Regions from separate parts of the Mus musculus genome. Here regions 2 and 3 are each linked to region 1. Evidence: chromatin contacts called from public HiChIP or PLAC-seq and promoter capture Hi-C data. All regions are on one chromosome and are shown on one strand. Each heading gives the region's core, a stretch centred on a gene start, on an enhancer-like site or on the middle of the called end of the contact. The rest is flanking DNA. Distances are from core to core; before and after follow the strand shown. Region 1 holds the start of Dcun1d3 (DCN1, defective in cullin neddylation 1, domain containing 3 (S. cerevisiae)). Region 2 holds the start of Abca16 (ATP-binding cassette, sub-family A (ABC1), member 16). Region 3 overlaps Mosmo (modulator of smoothened).

Region 1 (4,287 bases), core at 1,480-3,979:
TTGCAACACAAATGCTGCCTGGCCAAAGCAAAAAAAAAAAAAAAAAAAAAAAAAAAAAAGAAAAGAAAAGAAAGAAAGAAAGAAAGAAAGAAGCTCAGCTTTGGATGGTCATCAGCAGAATTAACACATGCCCAGTTCTTTACCCTTAAGTTTACACGGAGATGGAAGATATAGGACACATTCAAAGTACTTACTATGCATATACAGCAAAATATTTTACGGGACCAGGTATGCCCTCTCCTCTCAGCTAGGTGAGCTCCCTTTGTCTCTAACAGTCCAAAAGAACGTGCAAAAATAATCATAAATGCTCTAGGAAGGGCAACAGAATGAACCAAAAGGACTCTTTCTGTTTCTCCTCCTCCTTACTCATCTTTCTTTCGTCTAACTAATAAGCCCCAACTCTACTCTTCTGACCCTATTTCTTTCAACTTTTTACTCCCTAAATCTACACCCCACCCCCACTCTCTTGTCCCTAGAACTTGCCAAGTTCATTCCAGTGAGTTTCTGCACAAGCTGTTCCCTAAACCTCCAAGAGTTCTCCCTTCATCTCTGCATGGCTGGCTCCTTTTCGTTTAAAGTTCTGTTTAAGCAGGAAGGTCTCCCTCCATTGCGTTCCAGGCACACACTCTAGCCTATCACTCATTTTTCTCCAGCATTCAATCAAGATCAGATTTGCTGACAATCAAAATCAGATTTGCTGATTTATCATTTCTGTCCTCACCTCCCACTCTGATAAACTCCTTGAGAGAGGACCCTTTTTGCTTGTGTTCACCTTTGTACACTCACTGTCTGAAACACTGGCTAGCACTTTAATAGCAGTTTGAATGAATTTTGGACTTGTCATTGAATGACAAACTAGGTTCCAAATGAATTAAAGTGAGACAGCTAGCAGTAACTCTTCTGCTATATTTCTGTAATAAACATCATTACTTGTACAATCAAGGCGTCAAGTCTTCTGTTTTATCGGGCCCTGATAAATGCGATGGGACTCTCTTCCCACCATCAGAACATCTGCTATGATAAGCCTAGTGATACTGCACAACAAATTCAGTTAAAGAGCAACACGTTTGCACTTTCTAGTCAAAGGACCCCTAAAATCTCGCACTCTTTCTTAACGCATAAAGTTTCTTAAAAGACAGTTCCATAATTAACAGAGAATTTCTTCTTTTAAAATGTATCAACACCAAAACAAGATTCATTAACACTTCACTCTGGAATCTCTGACAGCCTAGAAGAGGCACTACTTACTCATGATGGGGTGTTTGTTTGTTTGTTTGTTTTTTAAACAATATGAGAGAGTTCTTTCCAATCAGTCTTTCTTTTTTTTCAGACATTTCTATACCCATTATGCACTGTGTTTTGCTAAAAGCATAAGCACATATCACACTGTCTCTTCTACGACCACCTATACACAAGGCATCGGCTAAATAAGATAAAAAAATCAAGCTGATTGTAAGACATACAAATCGAGACAGGCATAAAAGAGCTATTGTCCAACTGTAGAAACAAAAACAGTAATATAGGGTTTTCTGTTCTCTGAAGTGCATCATGAAGTGTGGGTGGAGAGAAACACAGAAATCCAGAATTAGCCTAACATCAAATCATTTTTGGAAAGAGTTGACAACATGTAAATTCCTCACATATAAAGTATTTAGAGCGAGAGACCTTGATTCCTGGGCTATGAAGCCACTTATGATGCCTTGGAAGAGCTCTGGAATTCTAGTATTCATAAAAGAAAATGTTCATTATAATCGGGAGCCAGGCGGCGTTGTGAGGTACTCCCCAATGTGACACAGACCATAACTGAAGTACTACAAAGCTTGCAGTTAGGAGCTGGGATAGAGGCTGAACACCAAATTCAAAAGAGGTAGCTGAGGTACTAAGTGCCACAAAGGGGAGAGGGTGTCCACGACTGCCACTTAACCACAGAGAATTAAAGTATGAAACAGAGGTGTGTATGAGGGGAGATAAGAGATGGGGATGGAAAAAACAATACATTTGTCATCCCGTCCCACTTCCTAAACAGGATATAGGCAAACCCTCCAGCCCCATTACCTCAGGCACAGATGGTTATCGTTTATAGCAAAGGTGCACTGAAAGGCCTTCAGGTCTGAGCCCCTTAATTCCAGAGCTGTTAACGATTACAGAAAAGGATGGGGGTGGGGAGAAAAATCAGGGAGGGAGCTGCAGATTCACCCACCACCTCCCCCTTGGGCTCCTACCTCACGGCTCTTACCCTGGACTTTCAGCTCAGAGTCTGCAGACCCTCCCCGGGGATCTACAGCCCCAGGTCCCCAGGCCCGGGATTGAGGGGTGCTGGCGATGGACAGGCAGGGACAGTAGGTAAGTTTTCGGAGCCTTGCGCTTGACAAGCCACAGGCTCCCCTCACAGCCTCTTCTTCCAGAGGGACCAGTCCAGACAAGGCGCTGATATGCACTCCTCCCTTTCCACCACCACCCCCTTTCTCGAAGGAACCGAACCCCCGCCCCTTCATCTCTCAACGCTCCCCCCTTTTCCTCAACTCCCCCCCTCCAAACTCACAGCTGCTCCAGAGGTTCCTCCAGTCAAACCCTTTCTGGAAACGACGGCGGCCCGGCGGGTCCAAACTACCTACCATCCCCGCTTGCGTTTCCAGGCTCCCTACCCCCGCCGCCGCCGCCTTTTCTGCCACCGCGGCCGCCGCCTCCTCCTCATCTGCAGCCCACCGGCGGCGGCCGCCCCGAAGCCCCGCCCCCTCCATTGCCTCCTGCATCATCACTTCCGGTAACCCCGCCGGCCGCTGGCTCGAGGAGGGAGAGAATGGGAGAGGGGCGGGGACAGGAACGAGGAGGGTGACGTCACGACGTACGCGAGGACGTCCGAAGCCGTCTCCAAGTAAGGGCAAGGCGGGGAGCGGCGGAGGGTGGGCTAGGAGCTGGGCCAGGCCATTTTCTGACTAGAAATGGGGCAAGGGGATAACGAAAGGGTGAAAGGGAAGGCTGGAGGAGAGGGAGGTTAGCTCAGTTGTTGAGTGCGGCGGGGAGTCGGCTAAATCTGGAAGTTTCAGGAGGTTTGAGACGACCTCTAACCTGGGCCTCATGCTAACACAGCGGTCCGCCCGGTGGTTTGGCCCGGCCTGGCCTACTGGACCTGCTGGATACAGCCCGGTGTGGCCAAGGCTCGGCAGAGCTCCTGGCACCGCCTCTTCCCAGCCGGCTCCTGTGGGTGGGGAAAAGCAGGAGTGACGCTGAGTGAGTGTAAGGATGGAGACGCCGGCTCCAGTCGCGGGGGACTGGGGAAAGGGGTTGGCTTCCCAGGGCCAGGGATGAGATGCCGGTGTGGGGTTGCTAGGAGACGCGCCTGTATGACCCCAGCCTCGCGAGGGCGACTGGTGTCATCGCTGCTGGCCTCGGGAGACCTGCCTAAGGGAACTGGCACGTGGGAGAGATCCTGCCTGGGACCCTTCAGACTTTTCGATTATAAATGGAAGGCGACGGGGCAGTTGTAGGAGGCTGGAGAGGTGCTGGCCTTGAGAAAGGCCACCCAAACGATCCCGGATGTAGGAATCAGACTTCAGGTGATGATGAAGGCTAGTTTCATTACTAAGATGAGCAAATGACAAAATGAAGGAAGTCTTGTTTCTGAACTTTTCATTAATAAGTAAATGAATGCAGAGAATAGCAGCTGCCCCAGAAGCTGAATGGTGTGGTGAGAAGGCCTCTTCCAGGTTTAAGAGGAAAAGAGAATGGGAGAAGGAACTGCCTTGTGGGTAACATTTTAAACAAAAGGCAGACGAGAAAGAAGTCTTGGAGTTGCAGAAATAGCAAGGTTTTGGCCTTTGTATTACTTCCCTGAAGTGTAATGAATGACCAAACCTTAATTTACATTTAAAAAAATTGCTGCTGGATAAAAGAAGGTAGTTAAAGGGCTGTTGCTAAGGCCATGAGAGATGACAGTGGTGGAAACATGGAAATTAAGAGAATTGATTCATAATGTATTTGGGAGCTTGAGCATTCCAGACTGAATGCTGAACTGGATACGAAATGTATGGGAGAATGTGAAACCAAAGATGTTTCTCTAGAGAAAACAGTTTGGGAAGGAATCTCCTATGCTCTCTGGAACGTATGTCCAGAGTCATTTTACAGCCCATGAAGATGTCCAGAAATGAGACGGACAAGCTGGAAGACAAGTCATGGTTGGAGATAATAAATGTGGGGTTTATTCCTAGACCCTGGAATAGGTAGTAGATGAGAAAGAGCCCCAAATTCTTTAGATCTCACATTTAGAGACCACCAAGAAGGGTACAA
Region 2 (4,279 bases), core at 372-2,871, 510 kb after region 1:
ATTAATGTTAAAGTTTGAAATTATTGTTTCCAAAATTCAAAATAATGGTCTTTTACTTCAGTGACTAAAGAAAGACAATGAAGTGCATGGATGGGATCAGTGGGATATTTTAAAAATAACATGTTTTTGTTTCTATTCTTGCTTCCCCTGTAATAAAGAATAAGACCTCTCTGACCTCCACCTTCATGTGACATGTCCCTACCCCAAATAAATAAAATGTAATTAAAATGGTTTTAATTGTATACAGAAGACACTGTTCTTTTTATATAAAGAAGGATTTTATTTTTATCAAGCTCTAGGGCTATGAACATACTCTGTAGCTTTTCCTTTGGCTACCTAGGTATGTGTACCTTAATGGGAGTCAACAGAAAGGTATGATTGATTCCTGAGGAAATATTCATTGCTTTTGATTACTAAAGCTATTATATCCATTGCTTTCCTGTTTACTGCGTGGGGGAAAGCTATGGTTCTGTTTTGGTCTTACAACATATATACATAGGGTATAAACTGAACAATAAAAACACCTTCTTGATTGCCATCATGAACAGCACAGTACTCCAATAGGAACTTAGACATACCTATGATGAACACTGAAACAAATAATAATAGAAGATATATCCTTCTCAAGTAGGTTGGTGACTTGGTTCTATGGCAGAGCACTTGAACAGCAAGCACCTGGTTTTGATTCCCAGCTCTAAAAAGAAAAGCCTCTAAAACTTTAAGCCTCTACTTAACAATACTGAAATCTTACGGAGTGCCTTATCTAATAAAACTTATTGGATAACTTATTTACTAAAACTAGAAATCAACAACAGATCAAATAGTGGAAATTTCGCAAGTATTTGAAAGTAAAATACTATTAATTATGAGTCAAAACAAGAAAACAAATTACAAAATGTCTTCAGAAAATGAAATAAGATCAAAACATACCAAACTTTCAAAAGCAAAGCAGAGCTGAGAAAAATGTGTAGCTATAAATGAAGTCTTCTAAAACAGCAACAAAATACTTTTAAATCAAGAATCAAACTGCACGCCTAACACAAGTAGAAAAGTAGGAGAAGCATAAAATAGCAAAACAACAAAACCAAGAATTGACAAAGGAGAAAAATCAGAAAAAAACCAAAATTTAGATATTTGAAAACCAGACACTGACAAGTCTTCATCTATATTAAGGAAAACTTGGGCCTGGAAGGTGGCTCAGAAGTTAAGGGCAGTTCCAGGACAGCCTGGTCTACAAAGTGAGTTCCAGGACAGCCAGGGCTATACAGAGAAACCCTGTCTCGAAAAACAAAAAAAAAAAAAAAGAGACCCGGTTTCAAATCCCAGCATCCACATGGCAGCTCGCAACAACTGTAGGTAACTCCAAGAGCTGACACTCTCACATAGACATACATGCAGGCAAAACACCAATGCACGTAAAATTAAGGTAGATAAATTTAAAATAAAATAGTTTAAGAACAAAAAACCCCCTGAAAAACCTTAAATTGCTACATTACTATAGGATGAATAAGGCTCTTGGGTCCTCCCACACATCCCAAGCACTGCCTTCCGCTACTGGGCCTCTGCCCCGCCTCCGAACTTCCGGTTGGCCTGGCTCCTGCCCAGGGAGACTGCGCAGAGCAGAGCGGTTGATCCGGGTGTTGAGGGTGTTGAGCGGAAGTGCTGCTCAGGAAAGACTGGAGCCCAGCAGCGATTCATTGGAGGAAACAGGGGCTGTGGAGGCGGTTGCTAGCTCTGAGTGGTGAGTGTCAGAGTTTAAGGCTTCCTAAACTCCCAAGTTGACAACTCACACTGTGAGAGGTTTGAAGTACATTTGAGGTCTGGGCTGTAGCTTACTGAGGAACAGCTCAAGTTTTGGAAGAGCAGTTTGACCATGGTAACTCCTGTCATTTCCCATTTAAGTTGTTGGGGTGATGTCAGAGCCCAGCTATCGGTGTAAGGTTACAGGAGGTTAAAGGTAATAGGCTAGAGGGCACATTGCTCACCTCCTTACCATTCCCCGTGTGTGTTGGAGAACTGAATGGATAGGAGGACTGCACAGAGTACAATGTCGCACAACCTTAAGACATTTAATTTAATGACCCATGGCTTAGCTGGGTCAGCTTTTGAAAAGAAAAAAGGAACACCTTCTGTTAGAAAAGCAAAAGCTACTAATTCCTCCATAATTCCGTGCTTTCTAGGAAAAGAAAGTTGCTCCTTGACATTTTCCACAAAAGCAAGAAAACTTTTAACTATCCTGGCACGTATGTGGGACTCTTTGCTCCTGAATTCTCGTCATGGTCTATTCTGTGCCCCATGAAATCTAATTCTGGGTCTTGATTGAATGCTGACAGTTAAAGAACTTACCCAGAACTGATGTCACTCATTTTTCTTTTTTCTGTACTTTTCAGAAAACTTTGGTCAACCTTTGTCAATTTTATTGTATGTCTTAGATAAGTAGGTGCCATTACTTGAGAAAATTAAATATGAAAAACCAGTATTTTTATTAGATTTCTTAAATATGCTTGTCTACTTTATTCTTTTTCTGTAAGTCTTTGAATATATTGTAGGTTGAGGTGTATTGTAGTTATCTCTGTTTAGAACCAGTACTTCATACTTCTACTTGACTATAGCTCAGTACCCACTAATCAATATTCCTTAACCACCCCAAATCCCACACCTGTCTTCTCCCTCTGGGAACCATCTCTGTGTCCATGAAATAATTTCTTCTTATATCCTACATACAAGAGTACACATAGTCTTTCTGTGCCTGGCTTGTTTCACTTAACATGATAATTTAGTTCAGTCTATGTTGTTGCAAGTGATATGATTATATTCTTAGTGTTATGGGTCTGGAGTTGTTCGGCGTCTCACCAGTATATTATTAAAATTTTAACTAATCAGAAGCTTTTTATTTAAATACTGATATCAGGGCCGCATCTAAGAGCACTCCCATGATGCGGCATTTAGCTATCTCAGCCCAGGGCTTATAAAGAGAGAGAGAGAAAAAAAAACCACATTATATGTATTCTGCCTTTGCAAGAACAGCAAGTTTTACAAGATCAACCAACTTTAAGAATAGTTTTCAATGTCTGGGGAAAGGGAAGCATGCTGGCTGACAGGGGACAGCGTGTACAAGCTAGAGGTTTACATGTTACAGGCAAGTTTTGCTTTTTTTTGCTCTCTCAAAATTAATAATTAAAACTTTAAATGTAATTAACCAAAAGCTCCAAATAATCAGGATACAATTCACAGACCACATGAAGCTCAAGAAGAAGGAAGACCAAAGTGTGGATGCTTTGGTCCTTCTTAGTAGGAGAACAAAATACTCACGGGAGCAAGTATGGAGATAACGTGTAGAGCAGAGACTGAAGGAAAGGCCATCCAGAGACTGTCCCACCTGGGGATCCATCCCATATACAGTTACCAAACCCAGACACTATTGTGGATGCCAAGAAGTGCATGCTTAAAGGAGCCTGATATGGCTGTCTCCTGAGAGGCCCTGCCAGTGCCTTACAAATAAGAGGTGGATGTTTGCAGCCAACCATTGGACTGAGTTTGGGGTCCCCAGTGGAGGAGTTAGAGAAAGGACTGAAGGAGTTGAACGGGTTTGCAACCCCATAGGAAGATCAACAATATCAACCAACCAGATCCCCCAGAGCTCCCAGGGACTAATCCATTAACAAAGGAGTCCACATGGCTCCAGCTGCATGTGTAGCAGAGGATGGCCTTGTCATGCATCAATGGGAGGAGACGTCCTTGGTTCTGTTAAGGCTCAATAGATGCCCCAGTGTAGGGGAATGGAGGGTGGGGAGGAGGGAGTAGGTGGGTAGGTAGAGGAACACCCTCATAGAAGCAGGGGAGGGAGGATGTGATAGGGTGTTTCTGGGAGGGAGGGAAACCAGGAAAGGGGATAACATTTGAAATGTAAATAAAGAAAATATCCAATAAAAAATTAACCATTATACCACTTCAGTCAAGAAATAGTGGGCATTGAATATGTATTCATTTATCATCTAATGGGAAGAATTTACAAATTTAAAAAAATTTATTGTGCAGTGGTAATCCATAGAGACTATAATATAATTTAAACAATAGTAGCATTGTAAGCCAGGCATGGTGGTACATGCCTTTAATCCAAGCAGAGGCAGGCAAATCTTTGGTTTGAGGCCAGTGGTAGTGGTCAGTGGAAAGATGCATAATGGATCAAAGTACTGAGATAAAAACACTGAGTACTCAACCTAACTGGGACATCTTCAGCACTCTCCTCTCATGGGGTACAATCCCAATATTATATTGG
Region 3 (4,107 bases), core at 1,058-3,557, 800 kb after region 1:
GAGTTGGCAACTAGATTAATTTAAAAATGTGCTTTTTATTAGAACTAAAACTATAGAGTAGTTTTATAATTCTGTTACTAGGTTGAAATTTTAAGTACATTACTTTAGAATTTTCTGTCTAAAATAGTTCTTTATGGGAAATGTCCCACTTATTTGTGGTTGTCTGTGTTGATGAAATATCTTAGTTTTGACTCTGGATAAATATTCAAGAAAAATAAAACTGTTCTGCCCAGATAGTTCGAAACAATAACCTCTAAGCAGAGCTGTGGAAGCAGACGTGGTACATTTCCTAGCCAGTCCTTTCTAGCAAACACCTAAGGAGTTAACTAACTTGCTATTAGGTCCCTTGTTCAGTTATTTGGAGAGGTAGATGAGCCCATGTGAAACATTTCCTGTTGAGGCTCTCAGGAAGCACTCAGTGTAGTGACAGCTCTTATCCCTTTCCAACTTTGAGTGGTTTGTGAGTGCTCTTCATTTTCTTTGTGTGTAGGCGTATGTGGTTTGTGTACTTGTGTGTGTGTGTGTGTGTGTGTGTGTGTGTGTGTGCAAGTATGATGAAGGTCTGTATACATGTTGAAGTTGGAAGCCTTCCTCAATCACTGTCCACCCTATTCATCGAGGCAGAGTTTGAGCTGACCCCAGAGAGCTCCTATGTAGTTACTCTCTCTAGCCATCTTGCTCCTGGGGTCCCGTCTTCCTCACCTCTGAATGCTGGGATTACAGGTTGGCCACTATGGCCACATGGCATTTACATGTGTTCTTAGAATTTGAGCTGCAGCCCTCACACCTGCACAGAAAGTGCTTTAGCTACTGAGGCATCTCCGCAGCCTGGGCAGCCTTTTTAGTGTTAGCATTCTAAGGTAGAGTTGAGGACAAAATGAGGTTTCTTTCTGAACCAAAATACTTGAGATCCCATTTGAGAAGTGAGAAAGAAAACTGCTAAACACCTACTCCACTTGTGCAATCTCAGGGAGACTGAATCTCTAATTGGTTTCTTGCCCTAGTCCTTGCCTTCAGCAACTTTGCCTCAGTATGAAAATGTTTCTGTTCCTTTGAAGATGCTTGCCAGGCTAAGCCACAGATCATCTCCAGGGTCTTTATTGTGGGTGTTACCTTTGGGGAGAACATCTGACTACGGTTTTCCTTTTGAAAGCACATCTGCATGTTTCTAGATTCACAATGGGTTGTTACTTTCCTAGGTCTTACCATCATCCAATTTAAGAAATGGATGGGGCTGGAGAGATGGCTCAGTGGGTAAGAGCACCCGACTGCTCTTCCGAAGGTCCGGAGTTCAAATCCCAGCAACCACATGGTGGCTCACAACCATCTGTAATGAGATCTGACGCCCTCTTCTGGAGTGTCTGAAGACAGCTACAGTGTACTTACATATAATGAATAAATAAAAAAATCTTAAAAAAAAAAAAAAGAAATGGATGGTTTCTCCTCCAGAAAACAAAGTATACATAGGTGGTAATCAAATAACATATTACTTTCAATTAAACTATTCAGATTTTCCCTTCTTGCTTTCAGGTTTTCAGAATGGAATTGTCATACTGAACATTTACACAGAAGTGTGTGGAGGCCTTCATTCTTGAGTGTCTGTGGATGACTGGGTTCGTGATCCACAGCCACGATGCTCAGTCCCTTATATAAAACTGCACACTGTTTGCTTATAAACCAGGCCACGCTTCTGTTTGCCTTTTCAACTCAATTATTTATAATGCTTAACACAGTTGAAATGCTGTATAAATAGTTGTGCATTGTATTGCTTTAGGGATTGTGGCATGGAAAAGTATAAATCTTTAGTATCTTCAGTATAGGTACAATTTTGTCTCCCCCTTGGATATTTTCAGTATGAGGTTGATCGAATCTAAAGATGTGGAATGTATATACTGTATATAGCCAACTTTATGCAATACATATAAGTGTGCCTTTCTTTTGATTATTTGGTTGTATATAGCAGAAGTTCTAATATATGTGTTGAAACCATTGCAGTCCCTATCGTAGATAAGCTGCAGAGCTATGGGATTGAGAAAAGTTTTGTTGTTTAACATCAGAAGCACATAATTAAGGACTCTAAAAATCCTAAGACTGTTTTAAGCTTTTTTCTGAAATAACTGCTTCCTTCTTTAATTGCCCTCTTAGCATACTCAGTCTTTTTGGAATTGTTACATGCAATTTACTTAGTTGTATTTCTTTTAATTTTGCATTTTACAGGGCTGTAGATCACACAGCTCATGCTCTGTCTTACCCTCCACTTAGCCCCCCACCTCGTGACCCTGAGGGAGCACGTGTCACCAGAGCACTCCTTCTCTTGCCCTTCTGTGTGTTCGTGCTTTAAGAGTCACAAAGGCAGATTGCTGAATGCACAGTCTTGACATTTTAAATACCTCCGATTTTGAAAGCGTTCTTTCTCTGAGCTGTTAGATCCAAGTATGATTAATAAAATGAAGCAGGGTTCCTGCAGTTCCTCCTCAGTCGAGTTGCTATTTAGTCTTCTGGCCTTGTCATCTGTCTGGTGGTGAGAAATCCCTTATATAAAACTGCATACTATCAGCTTGCTTTAGTGTCCTATACATTAAGGTCTGTGGTTTAAGGAAACCCACTTTACCTTTGTTTAGAATTCTTGTGTTTTAAACTTTTAGCTTTCTATTGACTTTTTTGTTTTAAACATCAGCATATGATTTAGCCATCAATTGAACTAGAGCTCTAGACACTGAAGTCTGCTTGAAAGGGAAAGTGCTGTTGCATTTGTAAAGGCTTCTAGGCAGGTGTTTGATCTCTGGTACTCCCCACCCCCACCCCCACCCCCACCCCCTTTCATTGATCAGATTCTCTCAAGTTCTGTGCCGCCTGCACCTCACTGTATTTTGCAGATAAGGCTCCAGTGGAGGGGTTGGGAGTTTAATTAGCAAATTGCTAAATAGCATCACAAAAACCAGTGATGGTGTAGGAAGACTCTTGCCTCAGTTCCCTCTTGCCATCAGACCATGCCTCTCTCTCCTACCCCCAAATTCTGAAAATTTCCTGGCAAAATGCTTTCCAAGTTCATTAAATTTGAAGAAGATCTATACAAGGGCCATCACATGTTATTTCAGACTCCAGATGGGATCTATACTAACTGTCCTGATTCATCATTGATAAGAATGCCCCAAGCTAGTATTTTCTTGGGTTTAATCTTGCAGACCTTCCCGTAAGTAGATATTTACAACCTGTCATACATCACTGCAGAGAAAATTCAAATATGAAGAAGTATTTGAAAATCAAAACTATTTTCCTTGTCTTTTGGGACTGATGTAGCCATTGCATTATGAACTGACTGCAGCTGTGGTCACCTTACACAACCAAGCCAAGAGATCAGTCAGCATCCCAGCAAGCAGTGTACCAGGTGGGACTCATTGCATCACAAAAACACAGGGAGGGGAGGAGGGTGGTGGGGCGGTCATGAAAGTGGGAAAGACAGTGGGAATGCAGAGATGGGACGGCTATGATTAAGATACTTTGAATAAAAATGGCCCCCATAGGCCCATAGAGAAGAGCACTATTAGGAGATGTGGCCTTGTTGGAGTTAAGTGTGGCCTTATTGGAGGAAGTGTGCCACTGGAAGTGGCTTTGAGATTCCAAATGCTCAAGCCAGGCCCAGTGTCTCTCCTTCTCTTCCTGCTGCCTGCAGATCTGGATGTAGAACTCTCAGCACCATGTCCACTCACACACCACCACCACACACACTCAGCACCATGTCCACTCACACACCACCATGGCTCCTGTTATGATGACAGTGGACTGAACCTCTGAACTGTAAGCCAGCCCCATTAACTGGGGGCTGCTTTCCTTTATAAGAGTTGCTGTGTTCATGGTGTCTCTTCACAGCAATGGAAACCCTCACTAAAACACATTCTATACTTGTTACATGAAATTGTCAAAGAATAAATAAAAGACTTATTTAAAATCTCCATTTCACTCTAGCTGCATATGTAGCAGAAGAGAGGCCCCTTGGTCTTGCAAACTTTATATGCCTCAGTACAGGGGATGCCAGGGCCAAGAAGTGGGAGTGGGTGGGTAGGGGAGTGGAGGGGGAGGGTATGGGGGACTTTTGGGATAGCATTT

Evidence for each region. Promoter capture Hi-C pulls out the DNA fragments that hold promoters and counts their contacts. HiChIP or PLAC-seq counts read pairs in DNA pulled down with a chosen protein or histone mark.
Region 2: a contact with region 1 is called in a promoter capture Hi-C map of embryonic stem cells, with 2.9 times the contacts expected there. The contact joins the promoter of Abca16 here to the promoter of Dcun1d3 in region 1. A contact is called at or near these places in 2 of 39 promoter capture datasets (embryonic stem cells and maxillary cranial neural crest).
Region 3: an H3K27ac HiChIP or PLAC-seq map of embryonic stem cells shows a contact between it and region 1, with 2.3 times the contacts expected there. The contact joins the enhancer-like site here to the promoter of Dcun1d3 in region 1. A contact is called at or near these places in 6 of 39 promoter capture datasets (the 3T3-L1 cell line, 3T3-L1-derived adipocytes, the C10 cell line and 3 more), 3 of 115 datasets of contacts at active chromatin or transcription factors (embryonic stem cells, extraembryonic endoderm stem cells and large pre-B cells) and 1 of 9 other capture datasets (adipose tissue).

What each region holds. Positions count from the first base shown.
Region 1 is chr7:119,893,016-119,897,302 of GRCm38.p6, forward strand. It overlaps Dcun1d3 (DCN1, defective in cullin neddylation 1, domain containing 3 (S. cerevisiae)), which reads right to left and starts at 2,730. Exons shown (of 3, transcript NM_001163703.1): 1 at 2,543-2,730. It overlaps Lyrm1 (LYR motif containing 1), which reads left to right and starts at 2,846. Exons shown (of 4, transcript NM_001285959.1): 1 at 2,846-2,875.
Region 2 is chr7:120,408,026-120,412,304 of GRCm38.p6, forward strand. It overlaps Abca16 (ATP-binding cassette, sub-family A (ABC1), member 16), which reads left to right and starts at 1,622. Exons shown (of 27, transcript NM_001278943.1): 1 at 1,622-1,741.
Region 3 is chr7:120,693,089-120,697,195 of GRCm38.p6, forward strand. The region is part of intron 1 of Mosmo (modulator of smoothened); the gene reads left to right. Gm51495 (a long non-coding RNA gene) reads left to right here. Exons shown (of 2, transcript XR_003946866.1): 2 at 1,200-1,506. Among named protein-coding and RNA genes, the nearest start is that of Gm51495, 3.2 kb to the left of the region's middle. Within about 2 kb of position 2,308, at least 9 of the 459 cell types and tissues checked have an H3K27ac peak or open chromatin away from gene starts, as enhancers often do. A contact at or near this core is called in embryonic stem cells, where this site is marked.